Regions from separate parts of the Mus musculus genome. Here all the other regions are linked to region 3. The links are chromatin contacts, called in public HiChIP or PLAC-seq and promoter capture Hi-C maps. All regions are on one chromosome and are shown on one strand. Each heading gives the region's core, a stretch centred on a gene start, on an enhancer-like site or on the middle of the called end of the contact. The rest is flanking DNA. Distances are from core to core; before and after follow the strand shown.

Region 1 (3,599 bases), core at 913-3,412, 610 kb after region 3:
ACCAATATGATTTAAATTTGTTAACTTCTTTCCCTAACATATCAACTGTGTAAAGACAAAGAACAAAAGGTTTAATATATTACAGAGAAACAGTTAATGATAATGTAATATTTTTAAAAATGGCTTTTGTTGTTTTGTTTGTTTGGAAGGCAGGGCAAGTTGCCATTGCTAAATGATTTAATAATATTGTAATTGTGTATTTCTTTGTGGGGAAAGCTTTTTTTTGTCTTGAAAATGGTAGACATTTGTAGAATATGGCGACTAACTCCTAGGAGTTGCTTTACTCTGTCAGGTGACTTAAGTCACTGGGAGTCACTAATTTTCTCTGAGAGAACAGTTGATTGAGAAATTTCTATTGTAAATATCTCAGTGTTACATAGTGAAGCTTAAAGTGTTTGTAGTCTTGCATAAGGACACAGCCTAAATAACTGACCCCTTACTCGCTCTGAAGAGCCTCCCTGCCCCACCCCTACGTAGCTCATCTTCAGTGTGGGCCATGTGCAGCGTGTTTCTGTGCAGATAATGTGGCCCTGTTCTCGGGAACCCAGAACCTTTTACAGACATTTTTTAATTGTGTTCCTTCCTGCTGCCACAATCAGCATGACTGTATAGAGTCCCTTATACCATCTACACATCCAGAGTTATATGGAAGCAGAATGCCCAAATGGACATGTCGTAATTTTTGTTATAATAAATATGAAATTTACAAGTACTGAATCTATCTGCTTTTGTCTCAGCATCCAGGTGTGTCTCACAGCCAAACCAGTTTAGGATTAGAAGGAATAGATGGGGGTGAGATTAACCAACATTATGGTTTGGGGTTTGTTTCCTTAATAGTCAAGTTCAGCTGCAGTGAATGAGGTAGTAGAATCGACCTTCTGGTCAACCGCACACACAGCTGTTGTTACCCTTTTCTTTTTATGATTATGCAAGGTAGTCCTCACTGGAAGAGAGGACTGGATGGGGACTGCATAGAGGAGAGCCCTGCAGAGAACCTGCAGACCTCCTACAGAACCAAGATGGGTTTCAGCTCTTCCAGGAGATCACGTGAACAGGTCCATGCACCTTCCATTGTAACTGTCAATTAAGAGCTGTATGTGGAAGGCAGGTGGCATCCCTGTTGTCTCCCTTCAGGTGTGCCCTCAGTAGTACTTGGCCAGCCCAGACTAATGGCCGAGCCCACAGAAGAAGAGGTAGCTCACTCCAGCACAGCACTGGACCCAGTAGCTGAAGAAACTGTGTTTCCCAAGTGTGGAAGAGGCCTTGTGCCTTCAACTGGAAGTCGAGTCATCCCAGGGGATGATCCTGCCTGACTCTCTAGCCCTTCCCTCCCTTACTGTGCATCATACCATGTGGGGCATAGGTCACATAGAAACCACACAACTTCCTAGTGCTCCCCAGTGCCTTATTTCCTGTCCAGCTTCCAAGTCATCAGTGCTTAAATCCCAACTCTGGGTAGAGTTCATCTTTGTGGAGGAGGCCTAGAGCACACAGTGTGACTCTTTCAGAGGGGTCAGAACCTGTGGAGGCTGGTGAACAGAGTCAGTACTTGTAGACTCCATGACAGCATCTGAGGCGGCTACACAGCAGAACCAGCAGACGTGGGAGAGAGCAGCAGGTTAGATGCTGTGTTTGTGCATCCACAGTCCTCTGGCATTTACATCTCTGTCCGTTCTGTCATTGAGACATTGTGCACATCACACGCGTGGAACTGTGGAGAGAGAAGTTCTTTTGGGGGACTTGGCAGTACATAGTACTGTAGAGGAGAAACTTTTATGTTGCATCCATGTGAAGGGACTAAAGAGGCACAGACATACTGGGAAGTCTCCATGCTCTTATGTAGGAGCCTCCGCAGTTATTTCCTAAGGTGAATTTATTCACTTCTGTTTACCAAGATACACTCTAATAGTGTATGTGAAGGTGCTTATAAATCTGAAGTGGATTTTGAGCTTTAAGTATTTTATTAATACTTGAAGACCCCTAAAGCCATGATGTCTGCACAGGAGAAAGGGTTGCCCTGAGGCTGATGACCTTGCTGGGGCCAGGACACCAGTTCCTGTCAGATCAGCCACCTACTAGCAGATACAGGCAGCCTCCAGGCTTCCTGCCCTTACCCATCAGGCCAATCTCTGGCCAGGGCCAGACTAGTGTGGCTGCTTTCTTTTGATTGCTTTTGTTATAGCACCACCTACTGGTGAGTAGTTTGGGGGCCAGGCCACCGACTCCATTTGGACTGAAGAAACTGTTTAGCAGTTTTCTTCATGGAATAGAAAGTAATCCTCACCACTAATTAAGTGTGGCAGAGATGCTGCATTAAATCCTAGCGTCTGTTGTACCTTGTACCAGTCTCTGCTTTACAATGTGGTATCATTGGTGACTACTTGGTTCCTATAATAGGAAATTTAAATAACATGCGACCAGAATTATAATCGATCCAGCATTTGTCTACCCTTGCCTTCCCTGGGGTTAGAAAACAAGGGAAAACAGAGAGCATTAATGGTATGCATGCAGTCTTACAGAGTAGATATGTGATGTCACTACTGGCTGTAACTAAGGGAGGGGGGAAAAAAGAAAAAAAAGCCCCATTGGCGTAATGTTGACTCTCATCAAAGGGTCTTGAGTCCTTCCCTGGTGCTAAGCAGAATAATCGCTGAAAAGTGGGGTTATATTATCTGTAACTGCCTCCCGAGTGACAGATCGGAAACTCACTAACGCCTTCCATGTAAGTTGTCACTATTCCAGCACAGAACTAGGCTGCTCAGAAATCCGGGAGCACGGCACAAATGCTTCAAGTGGCGAGTGGAAGAGAAGACTCACTTCTCTTGTGGGGGAGCAGACTCACTGTCGCTGGGGGAGCTCCCAATATCTGTCATTAAATACTACTAGTTTCTCTCTTTCAGTTCATCTCCGAAATTCCCATGTTGTGCAAATGACTCTAGGCCAACTGCTTTCGTCATTGTCATTGATCTGGCCTGTGCTGATATGGATCCCCATGTCTGATATATATGTGTTTGAAAATGTAAATGGCTCTAAAGCATCTGTGATAGCTTTGATTTGTTTTTTCTTATCCTAACCCCTACCTGCTATATCAATTGGATCAAAGTTCACACTAAACCTTGCTCAGGTAAAGGAAGGTAAGAGCCCTTCCAGGACCTCCATCTGATTTGCATGTTCACTCATCCTTAATCAACAATCCATGGCCATCTCAAAACCAGCACAGGACCTGAGGGGCCTGGCTGGGGTATGATCTTGAGACGCTTTGAGGGTCTAAGCCAGCGCCGTGTTGATACTAGATATACATAAATGTCTGAAAGCAGAATGCTCTCCCCTCAAAATGCCCCTCTTCCCTTCTTGAAGACATTGAACACATCAGGAAGAAATGGGCAAATGGCCCTTAAGCCCTGTTTTTTACTGTTCTGTTTCCTGGCCTCAATGTACATATAAATAATATGTATTGCATTTGTTGGCCTTTGGTTCATTTTGCTCAAAGAACACAAACAGAATGCTTCAAGAAAGGTCTCCCTCCTGCTTAAGCTGGAGCCTCACTTATTCTGATTCTCTAAGGACAGAAAGATCTTCTATCATCATGCTGAAATCTT
Region 2 (3,531 bases), core at 246-2,745, 790 kb before region 3:
GCCCTTGAATACACTGGCCTTTATTTTGCAGTGCTGTCAAGCTGTCACTGTTCACCAGCTGTAACAAAGCACACCAGGAAAAAAAATCAATAGCAGTTCTATAGCTGAACCCTCAACACACTTCCTGGAAAAATGTTTTCAGTTACAAAGATAAATAGTTCAATGGGATTATCTCTATATCTCCTTTAAACCCCAGTGAACACACCTACTCCCCCCAAAACACACACACACACATTTGTTGGGATAAAATTTTATCCAAACCTTCAAGGGCACAGCTAACAATGTGCCACTTCTTTGGTAACAGACTGAACTATATAAAATGTCACTGCTCAGTCCTTCCCTCCCATGAAAACCGCTGGCTTCAGAAAATTACAAATACCTCTCTAACTAAAAGTCTTTTTGAGGAATCTGGGGTTACTGGACCTAAAGTCATTCACTTATGCTTTTAAAAGTATTTCTGTTCTTTTTTTTCTTTCTTTCTTTTCTTTTTTTTTTTTTTTTTTTTTAGAATTCATAAAGTGTATCTTAAACTCTTTCTAGATCTACCCACATCCTCAAGTTTGTGTCCTTTTTCAAATAAATAAATAAATAAATACTCCAATTTGAGCACCCAGTACTCCTGAGTATGGAGCTATCCAAGGAAAAAGAGGTTGCCCTACCAAGAGCCAAGCCCTTGAAGAGAACTCCAGAAACTATTAACTGTCCATAGCTCCTTGGTTAGGTTTAGAGTCTGATAAGCTCCTTCCCACAATGCTCTTAGTTTTTGAAGGAGGCATAAAAGACAGATTTCTGTAGCTCATACTTAGCGTAAATATCTGCATTCATTATTTGTGGATGTATGGTTGTATCTATAGTAGAATCCTATTACAATGCTAAAGCAAAAAAGCAGAATCTCACCTAATGAGATTTTTAGATTATAGCAAATGTATATGAAACTCATTACTGTATAAGAGTGCATGATCTGATCCATAGCATAGCTTCTACAGCAGGCCGCTGTGCTTTGTGTCGTCTTAGTGGAATTTCATAACGGTTCATTGTGTGTCTACACACAATTTTAAAGCAGCAAGTTTCTATGAGACTATGTAGTTTCTTAGGAGTCTAAGAAATATAACGCCTTCTTTACCCCAAGAGCTCTTAAATATAACAAATCACAGCGAGGATCAGGCAGACCTGAACTAAACTCACTAACGTTTGAATTACCAAAGCTGACCTGGGTGCCACTCTGAGCCCTTCTTTGCCCCCTTGCTTAATAAACTGTTTCTTGAGACTGACACATCTCGTCCTTTGTGTTCCCGTCAGTGTTGGTGCTGCTCATCCTGTCCATGAGGCGACATCGCAAACAACCCTACATCATCGACGACGATGAGAACATCCACGAGAACATTGTGCGCTACGACGACGAGGGGGGCGGCGAAGAGGACACAGAGGCCTTCGACATCGCAGCCATGTGGAACCCGCGCGAGGCGCAGGCAGGCGCCGCCCCCAAGACGCGCCAGGACATGCTCCCCGAGATCGAGAGCCTGTCCCGCTACGTGCCTCAGACCTGCGCGGTCAGCAGCACGGTCCACAGCTACGTGCTGGCCAAGCTCTACGAGGCCGACATGGACCTGTGGGCCCCGCCCTTCGACTCCCTGCAGACCTACATGTTTGAAGGGGACGGCTCTGTGGCCGGCTCGCTCAGCTCCCTGCAGTCAGCCACCTCGGACTCAGAGCAGAGCTTTGATTTCCTCACGGACTGGGGACCCCGCTTCCGAAAACTGGCAGAACTCTACGGGGCGTCCGAGGGGCCCGCGCCCTTGTGGTGACAGAAGCCCGGAGGCAAAGGGGCACCCAAATCCAGACGTTCTCAAAGGCTGCTTCTCATGCCCGAGGCGCGGCCACCCCAGGAGCAATATTGTGCTGGACAGTGAGGATGGGAGTGAGTGGACCCAGCAGAGCTCTCTCTGGATCAGCTTTACTTGGTTAGACTAAGCTAAATAATCAGAAGGAAACCCAGGAGAAGAGGGCAGAATCTCCAATTACCATTTTAATTTCTTTTTTTGACACTGTATTCACAGGTTTGAATTATTAAAGCTTGGCTCTTTTTGTTTGTTTCTTTATTCCTTTGTTTTTTCCTATTCACCAAGGCTTTTGTCACTTTACCACCAAGAAAAGGTGCCAGTGTTAACTACACAGATAGTAGGTGAGGGCGGGAGTGGAGGCAGGGAGCAAGTCCTACTCTAGTTTTTCTGCATCGTCAGATCTGCAGAAACCAACACACACACACACACACACACACACACACACACACACACACACACACCACTGAAAAATTATTCCTCAGTGAAATCATCTTACTTGTTCTAAGGTGGGTGGTACATTATTTAACTCTTTTGAGACAAGGTTTAGACTTTCCCGGCCTTGCATGGGGAATGGTTGGGGAGGGTGGGAGAAGGAAGAGACATTGACATTGACGTGTGCTCTCATGTAAGAGCTGAACAGAGAGTTCGCATTGTAGCTGATCCAGCATCAACACGTTAGTGTGCGGTGTTCTCCTGACAGCTTTTTATGCCTTCGTAAAAGCCAGAAGGAAAGCAGAAAAGCTGCCTCGTGCACTGTAGATGTCTCTTCTGAGTGCCAAATGTGGAGATCAGATGCAACAAAAGAAAGCCAAATAAGAAGTATCTGATAAAAGCATGGGTTAGAGGGCTTTCCTAATCTGTGTAAAGTCAATCCAAGGGATGTTTACATACTGTAGATAACCTACTTGAACAAAATCAGTATTATAGAGAAGAAATGGATGTAAGAGTATTACCTGTAAAAGTTTTGTATATTTGTTAATAATTTTGTTAATAAATATGATGTGCTACATCTCAGTAACTTAGCACTTCTTTTAATAAAAGCTAAATAGAAGGAAAGGTGTATTTTGAGTTTGTTTCCTTATGGGCACACAGGGTTTTTTTTGTTTTTGTTTTTTTGTTTTGTTTTGTTTTTTAGATATTTTCTTCATTTACATTTCTGTTTTTCCCCCAAAGGGTATAAAATTTTCTTTTTTTCTTTTCTTTTTCAATTTTTATTAGATATTTTCTACATTTACATTTCAAATGTTATCCTGAAAGTCCCCTATACCGCCCCTACGCCCTGCTCCCCTACCCACTCACTCACTCCCACTTCTTGGCCCTGGCATTCCCCTGTACTGGGGCATATAAAGTTTGCAAGACCAAGGGCGCCCCTCTTCTTAATGATGGCCGACTAGGCCATCTTCTGCTACATATGCAGCTAGAGACATGAGCTCTGGGGGGTACTGGTTAGTTCATATTGTTGTTCCACCTATAGGGTTGCAGACCCCTTCAGCTCCTTGGGTGCTTTCTCTAGCTCCTCCATTGGGGGCCCTTTGTTCCATCCAATAGATGACTGTGAGCATCCACTTCTGTATTTGCCAGACACTGCCATAGCCTCAAAAGAGACAGCTATATCAGGGTCCTGTCAGCAAAATCTTCCTGGCATATGCAATAGTGTCTGGATTTGGTGGTTGTATATGGGATGGATCCC
Region 3 (3,587 bases), core at 1,063-3,562:
AAAAATAAAGTTCTAACTTTCTCTTTTCCCCACTGTGCAACTCGGCTGCTACTGAAAATTCACTTCTGTTTGTTGCCTAGAGTCCTGAGCCTCTCTGTACCTCTGTCTGAGCTGCAGAGCTCTTCTCCAGGCTGCAGTGGGGGTACTCACTGCGAGCTTCAGCACTTGCCGCTGTGGACTTCCTAGAAACGATCTTCAACTGCTTCAAGTAAACCCCATGAGGCTGCTGTGCTTGTTTACAAATGTGAAATCGAGCAGTAAGTTGCTTCTCTCATTTACTATGTGAACATCTTTTCAACAAACATGTAGGGGTTTTAAATATTACAAACCATGAAAAGCAAACTTTTCTCTACTGAAATACACATTTTTTTTCGTTGTGTGATTTTTATCAAAATGCTGAAATAAACAGTTTTGTGCATTCCCTCAGTGTGTCAATATGTTAAATTCTTAGACATGGACTTGCTTCTCCAAATGATTTTTAACTTTTTAAGGCAACACACACAGTTTAGTTTCCAGAAAACATAAAAGCAACTGGGTAGTAAACCAATCAGGCTGGACAGCCAAGAATTTAAAAGTCAAGCAAGTATTTTGAGGAGATACAAGGATCCCTGGGGTTCCCTTAGCCAGCCAATCTAGCAGAATTGGTAAGGTCTCTAGGTTTTGTGAACGATTCTGTATTGAGAAGGAGAAGTAATTAAGGAAGATACTCAGCATTGGCCTCAGGCCTACAACGTGCACATGAACACACACACACACACACACACACACACACACACACACGCAAACAAGGATATGTATGAAGCAGGCTAATGATGGGTGACAAAATGGAATCTTAGAAGTAATCCAAAGGACTGTTTTCCAGGAAAGGGTTTTGTAACCTGAAAATTTTCCCACTTTACTGTTTTAAAAATAATATCATTTTAAATCAAAGAGTTCTACTGTAGTATTTTATTTAACACAAAATTGTATTGCAATGCATGAAATAAAATACTGTTTCCAAAATTGTTTTAGAGAAACACAAAGGAAGTCAATAATAAAAGTGGACTAAAGATTCAACAAACAGAAAAAATCAGAAAGGTAATAGACTTCAATTCACCGTATGTGACGATCACTAAATGTGCACGCTCCAATAGGAAGGCAGGAACAGTCTAAAATGTATGCTGCCACTTTAAACAGTCTTGCATGGGAAAGAATCAGATATACTACTTACATAGCATTCATAAGAAAGGTGACATGGCTACACATAAATGTAAAGTAGACCAGAATGTGAAATTTTATGTTGATCAAGAAGGGCATGTTGTGATGATAAAAGGTCAATGTACCGAGAAGACATAAATCGCTATGTCTCAAGGGAGTTTCAAGGATGAGAAAAACTGACAGAATTCAAAGAAATAATAGACAAATCCAGTCTTCCTTGTTAGAAAACTCCATAGTTTCTCAGAATTAGACGGAAAAACCATTAACATGGAGGTCAGAAAGCTGGCAGAGACGGTTCTGGCACTCAAGGAATTGAAAACACTGTGTTTCTGTTGACTGGGAGACAAAGCTCTTCCTCTTACTGTTACTACACAGAGGCAAGGCTGTATGTACCATTGTGTAACCAACACTGACCTGAAATTTGGAAAAAGACAAACCCAGAAGCCAGTAATGAGAATCCCTTAACTAATACGACAGGATCGCTTATTCCTGACTTTAAACTAGTTCTGTATTAGAAGAGGTAAGGTAGGTGACCTAGCGGTTCGGGTGAAGGGCTTCGTTAAGCATGGTGGCAAGTTTCTACCTACCTGGAAAGCTTGCTATGAGTGTTACAGAGGGGGTGAAGGGCAGAGACAGGTGCGGTGACTCGGAGAACAGCCAAGAGGAAGCGGTTGTTGGAGGCGGCCAGAATGAGGGGAAGTATAGGGCTGGGTAAAGGAGGTTTGGGGGAGCCGTGGACACTACATTGTGTAGATTCTTTAGTTACAGTTAAGGAAACCCCAACAGGGGTGCACCTTGTGCAGGCAGGGTCCACAGTGGCGACAAGGCAGGGTCCACTGAAGGCGAAGGACAACCTTGGCAGGGCTATCTAGCGCCTGCACGCAGGTGCTGCACCCAGAGAGCTCAGAGCCTGGGGACACTCGGACAGGACTCCGCGCGGGTCTGAAGCACTCGTGGAATGCCAAAACCATCTCTGTCCCGCGTCACGGCAGCCCACGCTCGGGCACCCCCTGGCGGAGCTGGTCGGCGGCGCGGGGGCAGGTGCCGGGCGGAGCCGGGCGCACGGGGCGGGACGAGGCGGGCGGAGGGCGGCGGCGACCGCCGGTCCACAGAGGCCGCGCGCCCAGCCCGCCCGCACCGCGCCATGGCCCCGCGCGCCCGGCGGCGCCGCCAGCTGCCCGCGCCGCTGCTGGCGCTCTGCGTGCTGCTCGTTCCACTGCAGGTAAGGATCCGCACCGCTGTCGCCTGTGGTCCCCCAGGGTCGAGGTCCTCTGGCGCGCCCCAGCCTCACGAGCACCAGGTGAAACTCGGGGTATCCGGATGGAGACCCCAGCTGGTGCGTGGATCTAAGGGACGGCGACTGGGAGGGTGCTGCGGCTTGGAAAGCTGAGGTTTGCAGAAGCCGGAACCTGGGCCACGGGATCTGTGGAGCACGGAGCTTGGGTGCTACCTTGTTTCTCCGGGTGCACCTAGTAGGCTCTTCCCATCTGTAGCTAACGCGGACCTCTGCGACCCTCAGTAAGATTGTATGTACAGACCAGGTTAGTGATTCCTTCCTAAAACCTGCTACCCTTGGGGGCGTGCTTTCAATCCGCGTGGGTCCCTGGGAGTGCAGGGTCCCTGACTTGGTCTTCACACCCTTCCCTATTTTAGTTTTCTCTCCATCTGCCCCACTGCGAAGGCGGAGAAGTGTAGGAGAGATGTCCTGGATGAGAGTTGGAAGTTTCTTTGGCCAAGCTGACAAGCTTTCCTTTTCGTATGTTCCCTTTTCTCCCTCCGCCCCACAAACAGTTCATGGATCGGCAGGAGTTGCTTGTGCTTAGAAACCTTTGACCATGTTAGGATGAAATATGTCTTTGCAATGGCAGAAACTAGGGTAGTGATGTGCCTCGAGCTATTACTGATGCCAAGAACAAGCCTTGCAATCCCTGCCTCCACCTGGGATGGGTCTGGGCCCAATGGTGATGGACAGGATGTAACTAGAATGCATAGTACTTGGGGACCAGGGCTTTTCTGGCAGCTCTTCAGGCACCATCAGCAGCCTAGAGGAGGAGGCAAAAGTCAGTGTGGAGAATCTCCTCCCTGCAGCCTAAGTCCCTGCAGGAAGAGCTCCCAGATCCCTGAATCCCGCGTTAGGGTCCCTCTGGAGTCGCTAGTGCTTGATAAAGAGCTTGGATCCCAGTTGCTGGTCTGCTGGCAACTGAGGAGTCTCACTGCGGTTCCCGGGAGTGATTTCTTTACCACCGTGTTACTCAGTGTGGCAGCCACCCCAAGCACCAAGCCAAATGTTCACTTCTGTCCGGGTAGACTGAGCTGTTCAATGAAGGGAAGCCTGCTAAACATCATGTGCGCTTGGGGGTTCCTCTGCGGGAAGGGAAAATGTCAGCGAG

What was found. Promoter capture Hi-C pulls out the DNA fragments that hold promoters and counts their contacts. HiChIP or PLAC-seq counts read pairs in DNA pulled down with a chosen protein or histone mark.
Region 1: a contact with region 3 is called in an H3K4me3 HiChIP or PLAC-seq map of bone marrow-derived macrophages, with 5 times the contacts expected there. The contact joins the enhancer-like site here to the promoter of Tnfrsf11a in region 3. A contact is called at or near these places in 9 of 39 promoter capture datasets (the C10 cell line, the HPC-7 cell line, HPC-7-derived erythroid cells and 7 more), 1 of 15 datasets of contacts at CTCF or cohesin (large pre-B cells), 3 of 484 Hi-C or Micro-C datasets (LSK cells, granulocyte-monocyte progenitors and pre-pro-B cells), 4 of 115 datasets of contacts at active chromatin or transcription factors (bone marrow-derived macrophages, embryonic stem cells, pancreatic cancer cells and 1 more) and 1 of 9 other capture datasets (embryonic stem cells).
Region 2: a contact with region 3 is called in a promoter capture Hi-C map of second pharyngeal arch cranial neural crest. The contact joins the enhancer-like site here to the promoter of Tnfrsf11a in region 3. A contact is called at or near these places in 8 of 39 promoter capture datasets (embryonic stem cells, hippocampal neurons, liver and 4 more), 1 of 484 Hi-C or Micro-C datasets (cerebellum) and 1 of 9 other capture datasets (embryonic stem cells).

Annotation. Positions count from the first base shown.
Region 1 is chr1:106,393,534-106,397,132 of GRCm38.p6, forward strand. Phlpp1 (PH domain and leucine rich repeat protein phosphatase 1) reads left to right here. Exons shown (of 17, transcript NM_133821.3): 17 at 1-712. Among named protein-coding and RNA genes, the nearest start is that of Gm41928, 130 kb to the right of the region's middle. Within about 2 kb of position 2,163, at least 49 of the 459 cell types and tissues checked have an H3K27ac peak or open chromatin away from gene starts, as enhancers often do. A contact at or near this core is called in bone marrow-derived macrophages, pancreatic cancer cells and trophoblast stem cells, where this site is marked.
Region 2 is chr1:104,992,581-104,996,111 of GRCm38.p6, forward strand. It overlaps Cdh20 (cadherin 20), which reads left to right. Exons shown (of 12, transcript NM_011800.5): 12 at 1,300-2,901. The coding sequence ends at 1,805. Among named protein-coding and RNA genes, the nearest start is that of Gm29012, 120 kb to the right of the region's middle. Within about 2 kb of position 1,496, at least 56 of the 459 cell types and tissues checked have an H3K27ac peak or open chromatin away from gene starts, as enhancers often do. A contact at or near this core is called in second pharyngeal arch cranial neural crest, where this site is marked.
Region 3 is chr1:105,778,411-105,781,997 of GRCm38.p6, forward strand. It overlaps Tnfrsf11a (tumor necrosis factor receptor superfamily, member 11a, NFKB activator), which reads left to right and starts at 2,313. Exons shown (of 10, transcript NM_009399.3): 1 at 2,313-2,419. The coding sequence starts at 2,342.